3 separate regions of the Sus scrofa genome follow, and regions 1 and 3 are each linked to region 2. Evidence: chromatin contacts called from public Hi-C and HiChIP or PLAC-seq data. All regions are on one chromosome and are shown on one strand. Each heading gives the region's core, a stretch centred on a gene start, on an enhancer-like site or on the middle of the called end of the contact. The rest is flanking DNA. Distances are from core to core; before and after follow the strand shown. Region 1 has its middle 190 kb from the start of EEA1. Region 2 has its middle 61 kb from the start of NUDT4. Region 3 has its middle 97 kb from the start of EEA1.

Region 1 (3,531 bases), core at 343-2,842, 150 kb before region 2:
ATCTTATTTTCTATTGTATTTTCTAGATGGTTTTGCTAAAGTTGATAAAAACTAGTAACTTCAAAAAATGATCAGATATTCACCATCCTTGCTGAAGTCCTTTCCTTTATTTCATTTTGTTGATTAGATCCAGGAACTCCAATATGTACAACAATTAACAATCAATGGTTACTAAACAGGAACAATGAAAGCAATACATGTCTGAATTCTCTTTTAAAAATCACATGGTCTGGTTCTTTAGAGTTTTCAAACAGTGCCTATATATATTACACTGTTTGAATTTTACAAACACCCCAAGAAGATAGGGAGAATAACTACTGGCCAATTTCACAGACAAAACTCAGTACAGCTGGGTTTGGGGAGCACGCAATTAGAAAGGAACAAAATTCATATTCAGGTCTTCTAAGTTCTCTTATTACAGCAGGCTAACTTAGGTCTAGTCAAAATATGTAAAACTGCATGATTTAATTCAGTAATATACAAAGTAAATTTTTATTTACCTCATATCATCCTGCAAAAGATGATATGATATAATCCTATCATTTTTAAAGAAAGCTGTACCAACTGATATTAAAGGTTCTAAATATATCTTAAAGGTTTAAGAACCATGGAGCCATATTAATTTAGGTTGTAATTCTATTAAAATTTGGGGCCTATACAATGGCAAAACACTCAGTTTGAGTGTTTAGGTGAACAAGTCAATACTGTGGAGCAGAGGGAAACTGGGGAGAAATATTAATCAAATTGATGTTTCTAATATTGCAAAGCACAACTTTTATTTGCTTGGACTCATTTAACATTTAAAAGCTGCTGTAAAAATAGTAGTATTTCCATTTTTCAGGAGAAAAAACTAGGTAAATCAGTTTCTTAATTGTGCAAAAACAGCCTGTTGGGAAATGACAGACCTGTGAACAGAACTCATGAATTAAGCCTGAGTTTGGTCTACCAGCAATGTGTAATCAAGCCTCAGTGATTCTCTCCCGGAAATCAATGCCCCTTAAATACAAGGAATGACATTTCAACAGACACACAAGCAAATAATTCCCACAGCCCCTTTAAAAGACTGTCAGGAAGCAATTAGGACAGCATTTGTTTCTGACAACTAGGATATTTTCCTTCCTATCACTTGCATTTCCACTTAAGGAATGTGTGAGAGACAGTCGCCTCTAAATGTTGCTGTTACCTAGTGTGTACGCACTGCACTGACCTTTGAAGGAATGCCAGGTGAAGAGCAAGAAAACACCCATAAAGACAAAAAGATGCTCAAATAAGAAGAATCAAAGTATATCAGAAGAGCAAACCAGAAAACTATAGCCTTTTTTAAATGCAGCTTTGCAAACTGAGTAATAAAATACAATAATGTGGAGTTCCCATTGTGGTTCAGCAGGTTAAGAACCTGACTACTATCCATGAGGATGCAGGCTCTATCCCTGGCCTCACTCAGTGGGTTAAAGAATCTGGCATTGCCATGAGCTACAGCGTAGGTCACAGACTTAGCTCAGATCTGGCGTCGCTGTGGCTGTGGCTGAGGCTGGCAGCTGGCAGCTGCAGCTCCGATTCATCCCCAAGCCTGGGAACTTCCATATGCCACAGGTGCAACCCTGGGGAAAAAAAAAAAAAGGAAAAAATAGAACACAGTAATGTAACTAATAAGAAGGCCTACATAAATGTGAACAAAATGGGGGGAAAGGAACTGCTTCAAATTCATTAGAGTTATTAGAACCACTGATTTCCTTTGAAACAGCACATGATTTATAATGACATTTACTGTAAGCTAGCTAGCAAAAATCTTATTTTTATGGGGAATAAATATTGTCAGAAAGACTAGTAGATTCTATTTTAAATCCTCAAGATTGTAAAATTGAGCTTTTGCAAATGAAGGGGAAAATTTGGCTCTTGAACAGGATTATTATGGAGTCAGTAATTTTTACTTAATCTCTTCTTATCAGCAAAAGGAAAAAAGGAATTGCCTCAACCTAAACTAATACAGTTTTCTGTGGCATAATAGACCATTACAGCAAATAATGCAGTGGCTGGCTCTACTGAATGAATCTTCTTTTAAAAAAAATGCCCATGCTTGTTAAACACATGAACTGTATGGGTTTATATTTGGCCAACTCATGTCCGCGCACCTGTTCATTCAGGCATTAGCACTTGTAAAGCAGATGAATGTTTCTGTACAGCGATGGATAAAAATAAACAACTATTCTTGTAACATTATCAAAATGATGTGACCAAATAGAAGATTGTGTTTCATGGGATAAAGTAGTCAAATTAGACATTTCCTCACGTTTTATGACTAGTTTGTCTTATTCACTGTGTATAAAATAGCTGACCTCCATTCCAGGAGAATGAGTAGCAACCATATTTAATGCTGTTTGCTCAGGGGCTCAAATACCGTTTTCATCGCCTCTGAGGCATAGCTTCTGAAAGTGATTCTGTCACATAGAGACCCAACCCTGGTGCATAACAGAGGAACATTTAATTCAATCAACAGTATATTTCTCCTGCGGAATAACCATGGTATTTCAACGTTGGCCAACTCTTTAGAAATAAAGTAGGTAGATGTTGGATAAGTCATTATCTTTTGGAGTGATGAGCTTATTTTTGGAGTGAGTTTATATACACATACATATTCATCTCCAGAAGAAGTTCCCCAGGACAAGTTATAAGAGCAGCCAGCAGTATCTCTCCTCATCTCACTCACTATATTTGAGCCACACTGGCACCAGGCTCCTTGAAAAATCTAGGGGTGGTTGTTTAAATCACTGTTCACAAAATTTTCCTATATGAAATTATTCATCCACATCCTTTGTTATGTGACTGCAAAGTACTGCCTACTGTGGGTAAAAGATTTTCCCTATTGTATGGATTTTGGACAGGGCCATACAGTTTTCTTTAGCCAATGAAATCTTCCTGAACATGACGTGAGGTCTTAAATGTGCTTGTGTGATTGCTTTTGGGCTGCAGCTGCTCCACAGACCCATGTGAAAGAAATAAATGCTTACAGTTTTAAGCCAGAGTGTGGATGATTGGTTATACCAGATTATTGCAGCAAAACGTCTCCATGCATGAGCATGTACCATTCCCTCCACCAGGAATATTCTTCCCCCAGTTAACTCCTACTTCTTAAGATATACTTAAATATCTTGGTTTAAATGTTTAGTACACAGGAGAGATAATGCAAACCAGACTAACTGCCCTCTCACCTCCTGTGTTTCCCATTTTGTAAGATTCGTTACACTTAGAGTTATTTGCTGCATGTCATCCAACTAAACAGTTAGCTTTTTTTGAGGGATGGGACCACAGTGTCTTATTCATTGGTTATTTCCAACACAGAGCTCACGATGCCTAGCACAGAGTGGATTTAATAAATATTTTTAAGTAATCTTTTTTTTTTTTTTTGAGGTATGTGGTTCTGTTACTTACAGTTGGGTAGAAATAACTTTCTGGGTTTTAATTTTCAGCAACTATATAAAATATACAATGATACCTATCTCCTAAGGCAGTTATGATTAAATAAATTAACCA
Region 2 (3,513 bases), core at 34-2,533:
ATGAAAAAATAAGGCTTAATAAGTTAGTAAAAGACAGAGGAACTGAATGTAGACAAAATACACTCATCCAAGCTGAAAAATGTGTGGGGAAAAAAATCATTTCACACAAATGCCTTGTCTCACTCCACTCTTTTTTTCTTTTTACAGCCACACCTGCAGCATATGGAGGTTCCTAGGCTAGAGGTCAAATCGGAGCTGCAGCTGGGGCCTATGCCATAGACATGACAACAATGGATCTGAGCTGCATCTGCAACCTACCCCACAGTTGTGGCAATGCCTGATCCTTAATCCCCTGAGCAAACCCAGGAATCGAACCCACATCCTCACAGAGACTAAGTCGGGTCTTTAACCCACTGAGCCACAAAGGAAACTTCTCACTCCACTTCTAAACTTCCTCATGGAAGCCATGAAAACCAAAACCATTTAAAATAACAATAATTGGATTAATAAATAGAAGTTACGGAACATCTACTGTATTCCAAATTTGCATGTGTTTCATATTTGTGCATAACCTAGTGTTCAGGAATGGACTCTGAATTCATACTGTTTTGATATCTCAGGTATGCAATTACTAGCTATAGAATGTTGAGAAGTCTCTTTTTTTGCCATTTCTTGGGCCGCTCCCAAGGCATGTGAAGGTTCCCAGGCTAGAGGTCAAATTGGAGCTGTAGCCACCGGCCCACGCCACAGTCACAGCAACACGGGAAACTTATGGTTCCGAGTGGGATTTGTTAACCACTGAGCCACGACAGGAACTCCAGAATGTTGAGAAGTTTCTTAACCTCTCCCTGTCTCAGTTTCCTCATCTGTAAAATGGGGCTAATAATTGTACCTATCTCATAGGGTTATTGTACGATTAATTTAGTATATGTGAAATACACAGAACGGTGCATAGCATTTAGTAAAAGAATAAAAGTGCTTTCTGTTCTTATTAAAATCTCACAACATCCTTGCTGCTATCATACATTTTTACATATGAGGAAATGGAATTGAGTCAGTTAAGTAAACTGTGCCAGGTGAACCCACCCAGAATGTAGCAGAATAAGGATTCACATTAGGGTGTGTCAGATTCCAGAGCCTGGACTCTGAAGGAGCCCACAGGGACCTTTACCCACACTTACAGCAGAGGAAAGTCAAACCCGTGGTAATGAAGGCTATTGTCTCATGTTGCAGAGAAAGCCCATAACCAAGGTCATCGCCCTCTGGCTAGCTTAGTTGCAACTGGATCCCTGACCTTTGCTCAATTTAAGAGCCAATCCCAAGGCAGCCCAGAGCAAAGAGGTGGAGCAAAGGCCTTTTGGATAGCAACAGAAAGGGGTAAAGCCAACTCACAGGTTTGGGGTGGGGCGCAGTTGTTTATCACTAAGGAATCAATGCTAAAGGCTACTACAGACTAGAACCAGAGCCTTCCAGATCTTATAGTCAAACAGCCCTAATCACTGCTGGGATCAGAGTGCAGTGCAGGCTGGTCAGATTCCCTAGACAACAAACTGTCTATAAACATCTCCTCCAAGGCGGAAGCAAAGATAAGACAGGATGCCAGGGACAGAGACATTTCCTTTAGCCTCCTTAGGGGAAGAACGAGCTTAGGAAGATGGATTTAGCATGTGACATTTTCTTGCCTCTCTCTGACATTTGTGTTCCCTCTCCTCTTAGAAGAGGTCACAATGCTTGTGAACTCAAAGTGCCATCTTCCAAATACCCTCGGATCCTAGCCAATTGTCAAAGTGGAAGAGACACTCACATGATGCCAATTAAAATACACAGAGCATGGAAGAGAGGTCCATAGGAACATTTCCTAGATGCGCAACTTTTGATTTCATGATGACTTTAGAACAGATGTCAATAGATATATCTTTATCTCACCATTAGTTATATCTGGTATCTTCGTGGAAAAACCATTAGTTATTTGCAATTTTATATGCTTTCGAAAGTATATTATTGTAATCTTAATAGATAAAGGAATAAGGGTTAAAAAACAACTCTCTTGGAAAGGAGTGGGTAGGGGGTGGGAGAGAGGCTCAGTCAACAAAAATAAAGCAACTGCTATGAATCGTCCTTCCATTAATCCTGAGGGGAAACACAGCGTTCACACCATGGCCTTGGGCCCACTCAGAAGGACCTGAATTCAAATCCTGGCTCTGTCCATTATGTGTGACCTTGGGCAGGTTCTATGAGCAGTCCTTCACTGAAAAAATGAATATCCAGCTTTGATTGCTGTTCTGAGGAGTAGATGAGATGGTACATGACCAGTGGTTAAGCTTATGTATGGCCCAGTCTTAACTCAAAAATGTTACTTTTCTTCCCCTGTACCCTACCTCCTTGTAAATAACCTTCTCCAAGGCACAGTTTGTTGCCTGTATTTTTTGGTGTACCCTCAGTTGATTTATTCCTCTCAACTTTTATCCCTGCAACTTAGAGCAGTGACCAGGTGCTTGGTAAATATCGTTCATTCAGACTTGGTTATGCTGGAACTCATGTGCTCACTGTGAGCTCCCGGGGACAGGAACCATGCCAGCCAGCATCGGGCATGGTTGTGTTACTAAGTGTTGCCCTTCCCACCTTGCAAGATACACAAACACATCCATCTTCAGCGGCCAGGCAGTTGACACAAGTCAGCTGAATTAAGATAACGAGAATGGTGAAATCTGTGAGAAATGGAAGAGTGCCTCCCCAACTCTTCACAGATACTCCAATTCAACTAAACAGAACACATTTTTTAGCCAAACAAAACCATCTGGGAGCTCCCACTATGGCGCAATGGGTTAAGAACCTGACTAAAGCAGCTCAGGTTGCTGTGGAGGTGGGGGGGTTCAATCCCCGCTGGTGCAATGGGTTAAAGATCAGGCATTGCTGCAGCTATAGCATAGGTCGCACTGTAGCTCAGATTCAGTTCCTGGTCTGGGAACTTCTAAATGCCACAGGTGAGGCCATACAATTAAAAAATAAAATAAAAAAAACCATCCACCTCCAGGCTCTGCACCTCTGGCCATAAATTTACTACAATAAACAGAGCTTCACAAGTATTTTCTTATATCCAATCTCATTTGATGTTTCAGCAGTCCTCTAAAGTAAGCACTGTTAAGTTCATCTTACAGGCATCTGATAGAGAGAGAAACTGAGGCTCAAATACAGTAATTTGTCCAAATCCACCATAGTTAATTAGTGGCTGACCAAGGATTTGAATCCACGTCTTCTAACATCAGGCTGGAACTCCTGCTTCTCTTTACACCACATACTGAACTTGGCATGCTGTGGTCTTTGATGTCACACCCCCATAGTTCCTCTGGGACAAAACCCAAACCCCACCAAAAGGTTAAACCTGTGTCAGGTTTACACTCTCAGGTCTACCATGAGTCATAGCCCCCTAAAACTCTGGCACAAGTGCCCGTGAAAACAGGGCTTTCTTTGCAACCAGAAAAACATGTTTTACCCAGGCTGTCTGCACCTGGAGTTAAGGCAGAGGAGCACCAGGCAGAGAGGGGCCAGGCAGAATGGTGAGCAGACTGGTGG
Region 3 (3,574 bases), core at 235-2,734, 250 kb before region 2:
AACAATGCACACCATGAATGCTCTTGTACAGGTGAGTTAAGGAGTATTTGCCTTTGTCTCACTTATATGGTGAAATTTGCAGTTACAACATAGACTTTCTAAAACAGCAAAGTGGAGATTCTAAACCAGCAACAGGCAGCCTCAGGGCTGATGTGAATTTGCTGGCTACCTGGTAGCAATACCAAAAGGTACGGTGGGCTGCAGTAGGTTTTCTCTAAACTTTGCCTTTCTTTTCCTTTTCTCTGTGCAGGCTATAAACAGATTGTAAATTGTGTGACACCACAGAACCTGAGAGACAATGTCAGGCTACTTTTTTTTTTTTTTTTTTTTTCTTTTTAAGACTGCAAAAACAGCATATGGAGGTTCCCGACCAGGGGTCTAATCGAGCTACAGCTGCCAGCCTACAGCACAGCCACAGCAATGCAGGATCTGAACTGCATCTGTGACCTACACCACAGCTCACAGCAACACCGGATACTTAACCCACTGAGCGAGGCCAGGGATCAAACCCACAACCTCAACTTCCTAGTCAGATTCGTTTCCACTGAGCCACGACAGGAATTCCAATGCCAGGCTGCTTTTAGTCTCATCTACCAGACCATAGAAAATTTGCTTTTTTACCCAAAATTGCTTGACCTGTGCTCTTGACCTTGATGCCTATGACTTCATTCATTTTTCAGAGAACACTGAAGCCGGAAGGACCAGGGAATGAGAGTAGGGACCAGATGAATGGTTGTATCAATGGTGTTTTTTCTGTATCTAATGATGTTTTGACATTTTGGGGACCTTGCAGACCTGGATAGAAAGGTATCCCTTTCAGGGCTAGCTAATTCCTAAAGATAACATCTTATCCATGAACACAACATTTGTACTCAAACCAACCAGTCCTGAGCCCATTTCCTCCAAGCATCCCCTTTATATAACTGTCCACACTCCAAGCCAATATTTTCTCTGCCCTAAATCATCCCAGGCAGGTACTGAACAACCAGAGACCACCTCTGTAACCCAAAGCCTGCCAGAATTAGTCAAATAAGCCCATTTGAGCTGTTTACTCTGCCCTGCCATGTCTTTTCTGCAGAGACCCCATTAAAGGCTCTGGCCTAAGCATTCCTCTGGCCCCTTTCTGCCTCCTGACCAAACCCAGTGCTCCCTAGGTGGCCCTTGTGGCATTGCAGCTCCTCTTGGGAAATGCAGGAATACATTTCTCTTTCAATGGTACCAGCATCTCCATGTCACAACTCAGTCACCTTCATGAATTAAAATGAGCACAAATGAGACAATGGACTTTTGCTGTCATTTTTAGAAACATGGGAGCTTAGCTTCAAGTCCGGCTCAGAGACAATCTACTTTCACAAAAGAAGCATAAGTGACTAACACACAGGCCAGGACGGCAAGCAGACACTCTCTCTCGCTCTCTGCCTATTTCTGATGTGGCCTAGTGATGCATCAGGAAGCACATACTCTTGTTGACTTTCTATCATGACACAAAATCCAGAATACTTGTGTAATCTTCTGAAGAAAGTAGAAATGCAGGTCTGTAGAGGAAGTGAAACAGTAGAGCCTTGCCTTCCTGATTCCCCAGTGGAGCCACTGGAATAGCAACACCAGTGATGACAGTGGCGGTGAACACTTATGTACCGAGTGCCTGGCTCTGTGTCCAGTGCTTTACAAACATCATCTCTTTAAACTTCACAACTCAGCTATGAGGTAGCTGTCGTTGTTATCCTATTTTAGAGGTGAGAATTGAGAGGCAAAGGTCACTGGTCCAAGGTCATGTGTTTGTTAACTTGTGTTCTGGGACTAGAGACACCAAGTCTAAATCCATAGCCCATGCTCTCAACGCCTACCCTGTGCTGCATCCGCCATAGACCAATGAGGCCCATTCTCCCCTTGGATGCAGAACCAAGGGCACAAGTCCTTTGTGAATGAAATGTCAGTCTGAAAACCTCAACCCCTGGTCGGTATCTCCAGCTGGCTGATGGATGGTGCCATGTTGCCTTCCAAAGCAAACATATTTTTGGTAGATATTCAGAAGCAGGGCCATGAGGCAATATTGTGAAATAGGCAAAACTCTCGATTTCTGGTGGTTGCTTTCCCTGGAATTCAGTGCCGTCATTAACACTGTGGATGACTCAGATCACTCCACTCCCAATTGGCTCCTCTGCGGTCTGTGCCTTAGACCCCAAACTACTTCTCTGTCAGAACTCCCACTCCTTTTGTTTTTGAAATCCACGGAAGGTTCTGAATTCAAATGGACCTGGCTTCTAATTCTACCTGTACAGTTTCTAGCTATATGACCTTAAGCTCTAATTCTCTCATCTGTAAAACTGCTATAGGAGTACAAACTTTCTCAGCAGTTGTTTTTGTTTTGTTTTTGTTTTCGTTTTTGTTTTCTGCACTCATGGCATTCGGAAGTTCCCAGGCCAGGGACTGAACCTGAACCACAGAAGTAACTTGAGCCACAGCAGTGACAATGCTGGGTCTTAAATTCTAGGCCACCAGGGAACTCCTCCCAACTTTTTCATAAGGATAAAAATGACATGTCATGGAGTTCCCATCGTGGCAGTGGAAATGAATCTGACTAGTACCCACGAGGATGCAGATTTGATCCCTGGCTTTGCTCAGTTGGGTTAAGGATCTGGAGTTGCCGTGAGCTGTGGTGCAGGTCACAGATCCTGTGTTGCTGTGTCTGTGGCATAGGCTGGCAGCAACAGTTCATATCATATCCAACCCCTAGCTGTGGGTATGACCCTAAAAAGACAAAAAAATAAATAAAAATTACATGCCATGATGTGTGTTGTCAAGATCAACTCTTAACACATAACTGGTGTTCCATAATGATAGTTCAGTCATAAGGAATAGTTCCCTAATTTCCATATATGCTATTTGAATATAAAATAACTACATTAAGGGAGTTCCTTGGTGGCCTAGAGGTTAAGGACGTAGCATTGCTACTGTTGCGCCTTGCATTACTGCTGTGGTGCAGTTTCAATCCCTGGTCTCAGAACTTTCACATGCCACGGGTGCAGACAAAAAATAAACTATACTAGATTCTAGAGCCACAAAAGAGTCACCTCTTTGCACTATAGACACACTTCACAAAATGGCTTGATAAACCAGCCATGAAAGTAAGTACTGGCAGCACATGTTTGTTAAGTATTCAAAAGAAATAGGGGAAGTTCTGATAAAACTGGACAGTAAAATAAATTAAAAGTAAACAATAGATCTAAGAAGAGAATGCAGTCTGCTTTACAATGCTGCCATGGGTTTGCAGTTCCCATTTCATGAAACTCTAAAGTCTTTTTAAATAAGTTCAGCAAAAATGATGGAGGGGAAAAGCAGGAAGCGAAGTGTCATGAAACTGAAGACTTCATCTCGGCTCTGCCACTTATTGTCCATATAACCTTGGAAACATCACTCAACTTTGATGGACAGCTACTTCCTCTTCTGTAAAATCAGAGTGTTAGGCCAGACAGGCCCCGAGATTTCTTCCAGTTGGACTCTTCTGAGAGTCAACGAGTCCGACTCCACCATTGTCCCTCCCCTCCTTCTCTGGAGATAGGTTTGCCGCAGT

Evidence for each region. A called contact is a pair of places that touch in the nucleus more often than the background predicts. HiChIP or PLAC-seq counts read pairs in DNA pulled down with a chosen protein or histone mark.
Region 1: an H3K27ac HiChIP or PLAC-seq map of skeletal muscle shows a contact between it and region 2. The contact joins two enhancer-like sites. A contact is called at or near these places in 1 of 5 promoter capture datasets (liver), 2 of 47 Hi-C or Micro-C datasets (liver and skeletal muscle) and 1 of 2 datasets of contacts at active chromatin or transcription factors (skeletal muscle).
Region 3: a Hi-C map of liver shows a contact between it and region 2, with 2.0 times the contacts expected there. The contact joins two enhancer-like sites. A contact is called at or near these places in 3 of 47 Hi-C or Micro-C datasets (liver and skeletal muscle).

What each region holds. Positions count from the first base shown.
Region 1 is chr5:89,937,077-89,940,607 of Sscrofa11.1, reverse strand. No RefSeq gene overlaps it. Among named protein-coding and RNA genes, the nearest start is that of EEA1, 190 kb to the left of the region's middle. Within about 2 kb of position 1,592, at least 3 of the 83 cell types and tissues checked have an H3K27ac peak or open chromatin away from gene starts, as enhancers often do. A contact at or near this core is called in skeletal muscle, where this site is marked.
Region 2 is chr5:89,787,256-89,790,768 of Sscrofa11.1, reverse strand. No RefSeq gene overlaps it. Among named protein-coding and RNA genes, the nearest start is that of NUDT4, 61 kb to the right of the region's middle. Within about 2 kb of position 1,283, at least 11 of the 83 cell types and tissues checked have an H3K27ac peak or open chromatin away from gene starts, as enhancers often do. A contact at or near this core is called in liver and skeletal muscle, where this site is marked.
Region 3 is chr5:90,032,536-90,036,109 of Sscrofa11.1, reverse strand. No RefSeq gene overlaps it. Among named protein-coding and RNA genes, the nearest start is that of EEA1, 97 kb to the left of the region's middle. Within about 2 kb of position 1,484, at least 7 of the 83 cell types and tissues checked have an H3K27ac peak or open chromatin away from gene starts, as enhancers often do. A contact at or near this core is called in liver, where this site is marked.